4 separate regions of the Mus musculus genome follow, and regions 2, 3 and 4 are each linked to region 1. A link is a contact called in public promoter capture Hi-C data. All regions are on one chromosome and are shown on one strand. Each heading gives the region's core, a stretch centred on a gene start, on an enhancer-like site or on the middle of the called end of the contact. The rest is flanking DNA. Distances are from core to core; before and after follow the strand shown.

Region 1 (3,105 bases), core at 237-2,736:
CCGTGGCACATCTCCAAAAACAAACTGGTAGATGTTGCCTAAACCGTCCAAGAAAACTTTATGTGTTGAAAGGCCTTCTCTCAAGAATAGTAGAGGCCAAGCATGTCATCGAGGTGCATGGGTCCTGTTATGGCAGCCAGGCCACAACTATCTGGACAGCTGTGTCCCCGACCACGCTCAGCTGCCCTGGAGTCACATTTTCTGCCTGTCCCTGTGGCTCACTCCTCCTGCCACCTGGGAAGCCTGTGTCTTCCTTTCCACCAGCACAACCTATCCCTTTGAGGCCCAGAGCCTTCCTCCCAAACACTATAGCTGCCTGCACTCCTCTCAAGGGTACTCCAGAGTTTTATTTTGTGCCTTTCTAAGTGGTTTTGAAAAGTGGTGAGGCAAGGCCACCGCCACCCCCACCCTACCCAGGCAGGGACACCAGGCAGTGTGTATGGAATTAAAGATTCTCCCTCTGTGCTCAGGGTTAACGCCTGTCTGGCCCCCTTCGGGTGTGGCCCAGCTAATCAGAAAGACGATGGGCTCTTTGTAGAGTGTGAGCACCATCAGAGGCTGCAGTCCTGTCTCTACGCAGGCACTCCGTGCCTGACACGCCAGGGAGAGGTCTGCGGCGCCGTGGAGCATGGTGTAGGATTGCCTTGCTCCCACCTCTGTCCATAGACCCCTTCCACGCTGGCGTGTGCACACAGGCCGGGATGGAAGGCGCCATCCTAACTTCTTCTGTGAGCAGGTGGGAGGGAAGAGACGCGAGAGGTATTCCATTGGTTGTCTGGGAAAATGAACTGCACCTTCTCCTCACTCGCACAGGATCAACTTTTCCCACCCCCTAGGGTGGGCATCAGTACCTTGGGGTCTGAGCCCGAACGTGGGAGCCCACGGGTCCCAGTTTCAGGGACTCGGCTGTGCGCTTGCAGCGGTTGCTCTTAGACACCGGGGAAAGTGCCTTACAGTGTCCCGTGTTCCCCGACTGGGCGAGTGAGCCTGTGTCCCGACCGCCCGGCTGTCCCGGCTGTCCCGCGCGTGGCGCTGCGGCAGGGAGGCCCCTCCCCCTCCCCGCCGGCCCCGCACGTGCCGCACCCCTGCGGGTCGAGCGCGGGTCCCGCAGTGGCGCGGTTGAGCCGGACCGGCCCGCGGGCAAAGCGCGGGCCGCCGCATCCCGCGCGGGGCAGCGGCGTGATGCTGCGCTGGAATGAGGAAGCTTGGCGCCAAGGGGAGGGCCCGGGCGCGCTGCGCGCGGGGGTGGCGGCGGCGCGCCGAGCGGGCCCGGCGCGGGCGAGCGGGCTGCAGCCGCCGGCGGCGCCAGCAGGTACGGCCGGTGCCCGCCGCCGCCCGGCTACCCTCGGCGGCCGGGCCCGAGCCCCGTGCGGCTGCAAACTTTGTGTGCGCGGCCCGGCGGGTCGCGGAGTTGCCGTCTGAAGGCGGGACCCGAGGGCGGGCGCGGGACGGGAGGGTGCCTCCCTCTGACCCGCTCAGTGTCCCCGTCAGGGTCCCGAAGCCGCGTGCCGTGCGCGCAGGCCGGGTGGGCTGTGGGACAAGCCGAGCGGGAGGCGAGTCGCAAGCGCCAACCCAAAGTTTGCACGGTGCGGGGCGAGGGGCGCGCGCTCCGGGCTGCCGCAGGTGGCGGCGCGGTGAGCCCGGGCCAGGTGCCCCGGCAGCGGGGCGGCGCTGTCGTGCGGGACAGCCGGGCTGCCAGGGGCTCGGAGCCGGGTCGGAGCCCGCGGGGGGCGGGGAGTGTGGCGAGAAATGGGGAACAATGCGAGTGAGCAACTTGAGGAAGTCATTGTGAAAGAAAGCTGGGAATTGCTCCGCAGCCAACTTAGCAGGGCACTCTAACAAGTGCCTGCGCGGCCGCGCCCGGGCCGGGGACAGGGGCAGCCCGGCGCAGTACAGCCCATCCCGGGACGCTCGGCCGCGGCTGCCGGAGACCCGGTAGGTCCCGCGGGGTGCAGGAGCCCCCAGATCCCCGGCTGCTCTTCGCGCCCCAGGATCATTCTTGGCCCCCAAAGCGCGGCGCACAAATCCACGTGAGTGTTTTCGAATTAAATTTCAGTAGAAAAACTTGGGATAACTGGTGGATTTTTGTTTTTGTTTTTTTCAATTAGGAATAGGAAAGAAAGGAAAGTCATTCGAAATCCATAGTGTCCGTGTCGCTCACGTCTATCTTTTTCTTTCTGAGGACTGTGAGAGCGTTGACTTAGGTCAAAGCCTCTGCCTTTTTAGGCTGGGGCTGCAGGTGCAGACCAGGCCAGTTGAGGCACTTCTGAGTAGCCCGGGGTCCCACGAAGAGAATGTCCTGCTTTTATGTTTAGGTTTATATCGACATATCTATCGAGATTACGGAAGCCAGCGTTTTCAAACTCATGAGTAAAGACTTTCCTTATTTTCGATGCGAGAGCTATTTGCTTTACTGATAAGATCCTGTCTGAGTTTGCTTTGTGCAAAACAAAAATGATCTGAGTATTGAAACACATACTTTTTCTCATCGCACTGTCTGATCACAGGTCATGAGACTATCGCAAGGAGACCCTGTTATCAAATAGGCATCAGGACGCTTGCACATTATTTGAAATGTGCTTTTTAAAATTGCTAAGCATCACTGGTGATTCCCAAGGTATCTTATGAGCCTTCGATTTCCTTCTAATTTGGAAGTGCAGGATATGGCATCTGGTGACCCAAAGGGGCATCAATTCAAAAGGTCTGAGCCAGAAATATTTTCTGTTTTCTTTCGGGCAGGAGCCCACCCAGATTGAATTTTAATGTGCTATTTTGCTCAAGTAACCCACACGTAATTTCTCTCCCTGCTGCAGACAACCTATTTCATCTTTGAGCTGCCTTGTTTTAAACTTACAGAACCAAACTGGTGTTAGGGAAATAGCCCTTTACTGGTCCAACCTACCTGTAGAAGAATTTTTTTTTTTAATGTCGAAAACGTATAATATATGTATGTATATATATATATATATATATATATATATATATATAAAATATTTTTTCATAGACATTGAAATGCTTTTAAGAATTGGTTCGTTTGGGGTTCTGAATTGAGAGGGGGGTGAAGTCAGTAAGAAAATCCCAGAGCCTGCTTCAGTTTCTTTGTTT
Region 2 (3,105 bases), core at 214-2,713, 98 kb before region 1:
TCCATGTGGGTTTGGAATAACTGGAACAGGGACAACCCTAATGCTGTTGCCTGACTGTGGAATCCATTCCCCAACAGGACTGACTTGTCTGGCCTCAGTGGGAGAGGATGCACATAAACCTGCATGAGACTTGATGCGCCAAGTTGGGGAGATACCCAGGGGAACCCACCCTCTCAGAGTAGAAGGGGAGGGAAGAGTGAGGGAGGGACTCTGTGAGGGGGGGACTGGGACGGATGTTAATGAATTGATTGATTGATTGATTGATTAGTTAATTAATTAATTAATTAAAAGAAACAATTTGTGGTGCTATTTGAAAGTAGTAGAAGTGAGGCCTGAGGAAAGTTGGGTCATTTGGAGCATGTTCATCAAAGAGATACTGGGCCTCCAATCTTTTTCTCTGATCTTTGCTTCCTACTGCCATGAGATGACTTCCTCTGTCACAATCCCCCCACTGTCACTGTGTAGATAATGGCACTATCACAGACCCAAAGCAACTGAAACCATAGCAGTCTCTGAAAGCAGTCTCCCTCCTCCAACATGACTTTCTCAAATGTCTTTTCCCAAGGCCATGAAGTCCAATGACAGACTCACACAATGCTTCAAAATTAGAGCGTTCCAAATGTGGTGTCCCAATACCCCCCCACACACATACACACACTATTAATATGCTGGAAACACATACAATAATTTAACAACTTTTGAGTTATATGGCTGTAATGGTTTCCTTCCCACATTCCAAAAACCCAACATATGGCTTGGCTTAACAGTAAACAAATGGAGGAGGAGGGACTCTCAGGAAGGCTTCCGACCCTATGCCACAGCTCTTCCCATTGCACCACACCACCAGGCATATTGACAGGCAGAAATGCACAGGAATAGGTCCCCAGATCTAAAACAAAGTAAGCATCTGGTGCTGTCAGTGGAGGGAGGCTGGCTTCTTTGAAAACCGGGAGAAAGGGGAGGGGTTCCCAACTCTTGTTCAAGTGGGTGGAAAGTATCAAATTTTTTTTTTATTAGATTTTTGTTTGTTTGTTTGTTTTTTGTTTTTTCGAGACAGGGTTTCTCTGTGTAGCCCTGGCTGTCCTGAAACTCATTTTGTAGAGATATTTTCTTTATTTACATTTCAAATATCAAATATTTTTATCTTCGACAAAGTTTTCTAACTCCAGGGGATTATTTTTTTTTTATTTATTCACTTTACATCCTGCGTACTGTCCACCACCCAGTCATCCCCTCCCATAACCCTTCCCCCCTCTTCTCCTCTGAGCAGGTGGGAGCTCCAGTCCATGCGATTCTTAACCAGTTAACTTATCTAAGTTGCTATTAATAGAAAGCACATTGCATCATTCTTTGGTGCAGGGAACCAGGATTTGGGTTTCAGGCTGGCACTTCTGAGAATTAATTTCCTACTTTCAGCCAAAGGTTACCTTCCCCATTTTGTTCTTTTCATCATGCATGATTGCACATGCTGACCTTTCTAAACTGGGGAGCCAGAGGGGAAAGCCACATACTTAAGCACTGAACATCACTGTGCTTAGGTAAAAGTATAGTTAGCATCAAAATTGACATGTGCGTCCTGCCTTGTTGTTTGTCTGGAACCAAATGTAGAAACAGAGTGGTTATGGTCCTGGATGCTGCAGGTTTTCTGGAGTCATTTTGCAGACATCTTTGACTTATGTATAGGGTTTAGAGTTCTTCATCATGGATTCACCTAGGACATGGGGGAAAGTTAGCCAGTGTAAGATTCAACACTGCACGTCTTCCTGACAGTGATACATTGTTGGTCATTTCTTCAACTTGTATATTTCAAGGGAGAAAATAATGACCACTATACACACACACACATACAAACACACATGCACACACATACATATAACACACATACATACACACATACAACACACACATACGCACAGCATACACGCAACACACAGATTCATACAATATACACACAACATACACATACATACATACAACACTCACTACACACACACACACACACACACACACACACACACACATACACACACACATGATCTTGATAGCATATATCTTCCTCACCCTTCTCTTATCCAGCCAGGACTTAGACTTTGTTGTTTTATGTGTTTCAGTTATTGGTAACTTCACCTTTTTGTATTTTGTTAAATCCTTAAAAATTGATTAAAATTATTCTTTTTAGATGAAAAAGCAAAACAAAAAGCAAATACCCCCATTAGCAGTGTCCTTCTCTCTTCAGATCTTCAGTAGCATCTTGGGGTTTAAAGGGAGCAGGTCCTGCTCGAAAATGTAAATATAGATCTCCACTGGCTCCAGACAGAGACTTACTTTGTGGCTGCATTTTACGGATTACCAAAGGCAGATGATCATTCGTTATTACTCAAGATCTCAAATTACTCTGTTATACATCCAATCGCTCATGCTCAAAATCAAAGCGAGACTTACAAGGAAGAAAATGGAGTCTATTTTCTTCATTCCTGGATGTCATCGATTATGAAACTATCATAAGTTTAAAAACAATTGTAGCCAGACAGTGGTGGTGCATGCCTTTGATCCCAGCACTTGGGAGGCAGAGGCAGGCAGATTTCTGAGTTTGAGGCCAGCCTGGTCTACAGAGTGAGTTCCAGGACATCCAGTGCTACACAGGGAAACCCTGTCTCGAAAATCCAAAAAAAAAAAAACCTGTAAAAGGGCCACTGAGATGGCTCTAGGTTAAAACACAAGCCCAGTGACCTGAGTTCAAGCCCCAGAACCCACAGTTAAAAAGAAGTGGCACTGAAGTTGTCCTATGACCTCCACATGTACAGTGTGGCATGTGCTCACTCATACTCACACATACCTTACATACAATGGCTGGCAGGTATGGTGTCACACAACTTTAAACTTGGCAATCAGGAGGCAGTGACATGTTGATCATCTCTGTGAGCTGGAAACCATAGCAAGTTCCAGGCCAGTACCATATACTGAGATGTGTGTGTGTATGTGTGTGTGTATCTCACATACACAATAAAATCTATGCAATATTAATGCTGAACATCTAAGAAAGTATGTGTCTCCCCTGTGAGAAAGCCAATTATTTGCTTTTTATTTCCAGGGCAAGTTATTGGC
Region 3 (3,105 bases), core at 300-2,799, 100 kb after region 1:
GCTCAGAACCACAAGGACCTCCAGAATTCTGCCCTGTGTCCTGTAAGCCATTACACCTGACTTCAGCTTTACACAGAATAAAATTGCTATCAGCGTCTCCTAAATCATATCCTAGAATTGGTTTTTCTGTTAGTCCCAATATTGTGTCATAAAAAGTGTGGCTGCAAACAAAGTCATACTGAGGACTACACAGATTTTGTCCTAATATCCATGATGGGAAAAAGCCAACTGCCTGACCTCTGCTAGAAGTCATCACTCAGCCTTGCTCACTGCCCTGCCTTCCTTACAGAGTCTCACCCAGGGATCAACCAGCTCTTATCATCTGAAGGATCAGAAAGATTTCCCGAAGTCACTGACATGCAGTCATCAGAGGAACATTTGCATGGGACAAGCACAGAGAAAAACTTAATATTTTTGTGGCAGCGATGACAATAACATGTGACAAAGGAGTTACTACCCTTGCTCCTTAGAGAAAAGAGGTTCACACCTAAGATCGCCCTTCTAGTGGAAGCTACACCTTTCACCACCCCAAGGACCCAGTGGGCAGCCTGACACATGATAATGTCAGCAAGATTATACTGAGCATTAAAAGGGGTCAAGGGGTGATAAATTCTCACCATAGCAATAGTGCATGCAAGGTATATACATATATTGCTTTGGGATATTCTGAGGCCATGGAAAAATAAAGTACAGAAATGTTGGAAAGTCACACCTGGCAGAAGCAAACAGCAATCTGAGTTTTTTACTTCATGCTGGGAGACAGGGATGCTATGCATCCAATCACTGTAACGTGGGATGCCAGAAAGACAGGGAAAAACATTTCATTCCCCAAATAGAAAATTTTGTTATAACAATGCTGTGCCATAGGCATGAACTTAGTATAGCTATTCAAACTTAATTAAAATTAATTAGAACTGGAAATTCAACCTCTTGGTTGCAAACATTCTAGATGTTCAATAAGTTGGATTTGGCTCTGGCTCTGGCTGTGGCTCTCGCTGCCATCCACATTGGATCATACAAACAAGAAGCATTTCCATCCATGTAGCAAGTTCTGTGAGGTAGAGCTGATCGGTAGCTGTTTGCCTTGCTCCTTGGGACTCTCCAGGGTCTAGCACAGTACATGGCACAGAAGGTGGATACCTGTCAAATTTCCTTCCAAAGTAAGCCATGCCCTTGCAATAAGATTCCCAGAAAGCCATCCTGGACTACTGTATTCTGTTTTAATCCTAACTCATTGTTTAAAGATTGCAGCAACTTTCGCTTCTGTTTGCGAATAGACCTTTTACTCTGCCTGGGAGGAAAATGGCCCTTGCTTAAGGTCCTCTGCTTCACGCCAGTCCCACTCGAAGTGCTGATGGTGGAGGTGACCCTGGAAGCTCAGAGTGCTGCATCAGAGCCCTGGTGGGTTCCTGTGACCTCCAGTCCCTCCCACCAGCTAGCAACCTGCAAAAGAGAAACTCTAATGGCCAGCAGGCAGAGGGTGGGATCTGTAGAAACAGGGAAGCAAAGGCCTCTTAGGCAGTTCTTGCAGGATCATCCTCCTCCCGGGGGAGAAAGAGGAAAGGAAGGCAAATCACTTTCCACTTGCTTCTGCTTCTCCTAGAGAAACCGCTTGCCTAATTTCCTCTGCAGCTAGAGAAATGTTCTTTGTGAAAGCCACGATTTCCACACATTCACTCTGTGGACTCCACGGGCCTCCCAGAGGTATTTGCATTGCAGCTCTCCTTCTGTCCCAGCAACTTCAGCTGTCCTGGCAGCTCTGCTTGAAGACAAGCAACCAAGTGCAACACACACTGACTACAGTCAGCAGCAGGTCCTTCCACAGAGCATTCTGGCTCCACTGGGCTGCAGAGGTGGGCAGGAAGGAGCTCTGGAAGCTTCCATCCTAAGGCCCAAGCCCTCCTAGTATGGCCATCCTGCACAGTCCCCTGAATGACACCCCGTTTCTCAAGGTCCCTGCAGCAAAGGGATTTGAGAAAGTCACAGCCATTCTCACACTCAGAACACCCTAACCCCAAGCCTGTACCTAGATAGCCTGTGGTCTGCAGGGAGTACCTGTGTAGCCTATAAGACCCTCACCCCTTTCATGGACCAAAACACAATGAATACATTCTGGCTATGGCTCTCAGGGTATGAAGGCAGTGCTGGTGCAATCCCCAGCAAGGGTAATGCAGTGAAGTGTCTCTGTGCTAAGGACTGTGCTTCCACAGAGCCCTTAAGCTTGTGTTTGCTGAATGAGCTGGCCACTCCCTCCCTCCCACATCTCCACACTCCCACCATACCCCCCTGGCCTGGAAGAGAACAGTTCACTCAGACTGGATTCAAAGCACATGTCACCACTAGAGAGACAACCTGCAGGAGAAACCCATCTGCTGGAAATCTAACACCCGGCAAATAGAAGGAGTGTGGTGTTAGGCATGGCACCTGGGCTTTAAGCATCTTATTACCTGAGCTGCATTGTCACAAGTGAAGCAGTCACCCTTCCTTAGCCTAACAAGCAACTGTAAATTACAGGCCTATGCCACCAGACACTTAAACGTCACCAAAATGAAGGATGTATGTAGAAGCCATATGGAAATCTGTGGCTTTATGGATCAAGTAAAAGAATACCATTAAGCCCAGTGTGATGGTGCATACCTTTAATCTAGGCCTTGGAAGGCAGAGATAGGAGGATCCATGTGAGTTTTTGGCCAGCCTGATCTATATAACACAGGAGGATCTGTGTGAGTTTTTGGCCAGCCTGGTCTATATAACACGTTTCAGGATAGCTAGGACTCCATAGTGAGATCCCATTTCAAAAAGTATACATGTAATATATATGTATATGCATGTTATATATTATATATAATATAAAATCAGAGAGATAATAGGCCTAGGACAACATAAGAGAACAGGGGGATAGTTAAAGTTTCAAGTAGGGATGGGAACAGGGTGATGGGGAGAAGGATGCATGAAGAAGCCTTATAGAAGTCCACTAATTTATAATCTAATTAAAGAATATAAAACACTTTCTAAAACTTTCTATGAAAAAAAAAAAACATTAAAGGAAGACATGATCACAAAGCCAGCTCTGCAGAGGATACTGGAAGGAACACTGTAGTCCAA
Region 4 (3,105 bases), core at 342-2,841, 75 kb after region 1:
ATTCTCATTTGTCTCCTGACCCTGACCCTCCATCTCCCTCAGGTCACCTCATTACTCCCACGGACCTAGTTAGGTTGGGTCCATTAGTTGAAAACTGCCTAACTCAAGAGATGTAAGCTCAAGAGATGTAAAAGTAAGGTTTGTTTTTCTGAATATGATTTTCTTTAGTAAAAAGGTTAAGGATACCTGTTACATTTCGCCTATATCTGCATAGGATAAGGAACTATCTCCTGAGCCTCACATGCACCAAGGACAGAGGAAAAAGTACTGGGCTCAGAGGTGTGGTATGATGTCACCTGAGAGATGGAGCACCTGAGAGAAGGGAAGATATGTAAATTAGCTTGATAAATCACATGTATGAATGACTTCTAGAATTAGATTTTATGACTTTCTGTATTTCCTCCTATTAATCAGAGTGGGCTGAATGTTGAGCTATTTAACAAGACACCCTCATAATTCACTGTTAACAGAATATGCCAGCAGTAGTATTTGACTAGAAATGCAGGTTTTAAAGTGACGATATAAAAAATGCATAAGGATTGTGTGGGCATGCAAGGTACAGAATACCCAAGTGGCAGAAACTACCAGGTCATCCTGGGCAAGGGGGAGATGTAGAAGATGATGGAGTGAATGAAGGCTGAGCCATTGTGAATATCCATTTATTGTAAAAAAAAAATCTATCAGAAAAAAATATATTTAAATATTGACAAGACTAGGATTATGTGAAGATGTAGCTATGGGTCAAGGAACTCTTTGAGGAGCATGAAGATAAACTAGATAGAACCAGATAAACCTATGGTAAATCAATGGCCTGAGAAGGGAAACACACAAGGCAGGAACAGTATGGGAAGAGCTGTTTAAAAAGTAGAAGCTGATCACTTTACACTCTAAGCTCCTGGGGAATGAAGGAATTATATATTTTAGAAGTCCCTGCCTTGCAAACTAGGTGTCAGGATAGAAGAGACTATGCAGGAGACAAACTTGTATCTTCTTCACTTATGGGCAGGGAGAGTTGGTATAGAAAAGCAGATGGAATGAGCTAACCTGTATGTCTGTGTTTACCTTAATGGCTGCTCGGCTTCCTACCCTGTGTGATTGCTGTGTGGTCATTAGACATGTGCTGTGTGGTTGGGGACTGCTCCCTATAGAGTTGTGACTTTAGACCCTTTGTTCATTTCTGGACCAGATGATATTTGGTTCTCATTGTTGTTGTTAAATTTGGTTAAGGCAATCTTGACAAAGACCCTCCAAAGTAACACAGTTAATTCACTGTGGTCCAACCTTGTGTGGTAGACAGCAGCTTGTTATTTTGGTCTTAGGGATAATGTGGGTTGAACAGGTGGAGGATGGGGTCCTAGCAGGTGGCTAGTCATTGGCATTGCTGTAGCTGGTTCTGCCAGGGGCTGCAGGATGAGAAATCGGCTCTTATTGGCACTTGACAAATGTGCAGTTAACACTGAATACAGCAAGATCTTGAAGTGCAAGCATTTCTAAACTAGCCTCTCTAACTGTCTTTGACTTTAGTCATTAAGGAAGAAACTAACCACAACGAGATGGCAGAAGACCTGTGCAAGATAGGAGCAGAGAGGTCCCTTGTCCTGGACAGGCTGGCAAGCAATGTCGCCAAACGTAAGAGCTCTATGCCTCAGAAATTTCTTGGTAAGAGTTAAATGTTTGCTGTCTCTTAACCTAGAATTATGTGGGTGTTCTAGACAAAAATTATTTGAAAGTAGAAGAAAACAAAAAAAAATCTCCCTTTTGGAAAAAAAAGCTTATTATTTCTTAAATACTGTAAATTTTTTCTAATAATATTATTCAAACTGATAGACCTTTTACCAGGAATTAGATAGGGTGTCATAGCATTTGGAGCCTTTGGTATGATGTTTCTGTGGCTGCTCTGACATGGTTACATCAACTCTTTCTCCCCTCCAAGGACAGTGAGGGCTAATAAGAACCAAACAGAAATGAGCCCCCTCAGAAGACAGCGGAAGGGTACAGCTAGACTTGCTGTTCTGATCACTGAATCCTTACCTATGCGGAATAATGCAGAGGGAATGAGTTGTTCATGAGGCACTGTTGCCTGCCAGCTAAGGCGGACCACTGTAAGGACAAGGAAGTAGCTGAGACAGATGCCTGAATGGCATCACTAGCCTCAAAGGCAAGCTTTAGGTCAGAACAGAGATGCTCGTAAACTCTATGGGGGCAACATGGGGGAAATGACCCAACCTTCCCAAGCCTGGGTTCCATTCTTTATGTGTCTCATAAGGCAACCGGAAGCATAAAATGCCCCCACAGATATAAAAAAATTTTAGAAGCCCTCAGTAGGAAGATCAGCTACTATCATTGTCAAGAAAAGAAACCTTATGTCCAAGAAAGAAAAAATAAGGTGTTTGAGAAGCTGAGGTGGACTTTGAGAAAGGGGCAGGACCTCAGCAGCATGCCATACAGTGAAGGGGTCATGGAGTCTAGGCAGACAAGGAAAATTACTTTGCTGGTGTTGGGATCTAGAGCAGGACTAGTGGGTATTTCCCAGCTTTGCGCAAGTACTCACTGGAAAGCAGTGAGTAAAGCTGTCCCATGATGCTCTGACTATAACAGTACTGGTCATTGAGGGCCAAACTGGGCAGCATCATCTCATTTGGAATCACAGAGAAAGCAGGGGTATGCTCCCAATGGGAGCAGAAGCTGAGCACATAAAGATGACATGGGTCAAAATTATCTGGACATGGGAGATGGCAGGAGAATGGGGAGTAATTGAAAGAATGCTTTGGTGTAGAAGGAATGGAGGTCACGGTAGGGCTGGTGAAGGAAACTGTGACTTCCCTTGCTTAGTGTGCCATTTGCAGAAAAGACAAAGCCACGTCTGGAAAATAAGAGTTCAGGGTTTGATGTAATTGCTTTTAAGAATGCTACCCTGGTAAGGCTACCCCATGGAAGCTGTGCTACAAAGGATGTGCAAATAAAACGTTGGTGACGGGGGCTGGTGAGATGGCTCAGTGGGTAAGAGCACCCGACTGCTCTTCCGAAGGTCTGGAGTTCAAATCCCAGCAACCACATGGTGGCTCACAACCACCCGTAATGAGATCTGATGCCCTCTTCTGGTGC

The links. Promoter capture Hi-C pulls out the DNA fragments that hold promoters and counts their contacts.
Region 2: a promoter capture Hi-C map of hematopoietic stem and progenitor cells shows a contact between it and region 1. The contact joins the enhancer-like site here to the promoter of Ikzf1 in region 1. A contact is called at or near these places in 9 of 39 promoter capture datasets (the C10 cell line, the HPC-7 cell line, HPC-7-derived erythroid cells and 6 more), 2 of 15 datasets of contacts at CTCF or cohesin (CD8 T cells and large pre-B cells), 9 of 484 Hi-C or Micro-C datasets (the 63-12 cell line, CD8 T cells, DN3 thymocytes and 6 more), 11 of 115 datasets of contacts at active chromatin or transcription factors (the 230-238 cell line, CD8 T cells, the HPC-7 cell line and 7 more) and 4 of 9 other capture datasets (adipose tissue, bone marrow-derived macrophages, liver and 1 more).
Region 3: a contact with region 1 is called in a promoter capture Hi-C map of pre-B cells. The contact joins the enhancer-like site here to the promoter of Ikzf1 in region 1. A contact is called at or near these places in 10 of 39 promoter capture datasets (the C10 cell line, the HPC-7 cell line, cranial neural crest and 6 more), 1 of 15 datasets of contacts at CTCF or cohesin (CD8 T cells), 21 of 484 Hi-C or Micro-C datasets (B cells, the G1E-ER4 cell line, the MNK3 cell line and 14 more), 7 of 115 datasets of contacts at active chromatin or transcription factors (the 230-238 cell line, the SCID.adh cell line, T-cell acute lymphoblastic leukemia and 4 more) and 5 of 9 other capture datasets (adipose tissue, embryonic stem cells, liver and 2 more).
Region 4: a promoter capture Hi-C map of pre-B cells shows a contact between it and region 1. The contact joins the enhancer-like site here to the promoter of Ikzf1 in region 1. A contact is called at or near these places in 9 of 39 promoter capture datasets (the C10 cell line, the HPC-7 cell line, cranial neural crest and 6 more), 1 of 15 datasets of contacts at CTCF or cohesin (CD8 T cells), 4 of 484 Hi-C or Micro-C datasets (CD8 T cells, bone marrow-derived macrophages, pre-B cells and 1 more), 7 of 115 datasets of contacts at active chromatin or transcription factors (the 230-238 cell line, CD8 T cells, the SCID.adh cell line and 4 more) and 3 of 9 other capture datasets (adipose tissue, liver and pancreatic islet).

The regions. Positions count from the first base shown.
Region 1 is chr11:11,684,439-11,687,543 of GRCm38.p6, forward strand. Ikzf1 (IKAROS family zinc finger 1) reads left to right here and starts at 1,487. Exons shown (of 8, transcript NM_001025597.2): 1 at 1,487-2,030. It overlaps Gm11999 (predicted gene 11999), which reads right to left and starts at 1,197. Exons shown (of 4, transcript NR_166812.1): 1 at 852-1,197.
Region 2 is chr11:11,586,163-11,589,267 of GRCm38.p6, forward strand. 4930512M02Rik (RIKEN cDNA 4930512M02 gene) reads right to left here. Exons shown (of 4, transcript NM_001305143.1): 4 at 3,061-3,105. The coding sequence ends at 3,105. Among named protein-coding and RNA genes, the nearest start is that of Gm29945, 30 kb to the left of the region's middle. Within about 2 kb of position 1,464, at least 18 of the 459 cell types and tissues checked have an H3K27ac peak or open chromatin away from gene starts, as enhancers often do. A contact at or near this core is called in the 230-238 cell line, the 63-12 cell line, the G1E-ER4 cell line and 3 more, where this site is marked.
Region 3 is chr11:11,784,127-11,787,231 of GRCm38.p6, forward strand. No RefSeq gene overlaps it. Among named protein-coding and RNA genes, the nearest start is that of Fignl1, 23 kb to the right of the region's middle. Within about 2 kb of position 1,550, at least 17 of the 459 cell types and tissues checked have an H3K27ac peak or open chromatin away from gene starts, as enhancers often do. A contact at or near this core is called in the SCID.adh cell line, adipose tissue, beige adipocytes and 3 more, where this site is marked.
Region 4 is chr11:11,759,695-11,762,799 of GRCm38.p6, forward strand. Ikzf1 (IKAROS family zinc finger 1) reads left to right here. Exons shown (of 8, transcript NM_001025597.2): 7 at 1,525-1,659. Among named protein-coding and RNA genes, the nearest start is that of Fignl1, 48 kb to the right of the region's middle. Within about 2 kb of position 1,592, at least 5 of the 459 cell types and tissues checked have an H3K27ac peak or open chromatin away from gene starts, as enhancers often do. A contact at or near this core is called in pre-B cells, where this site is marked.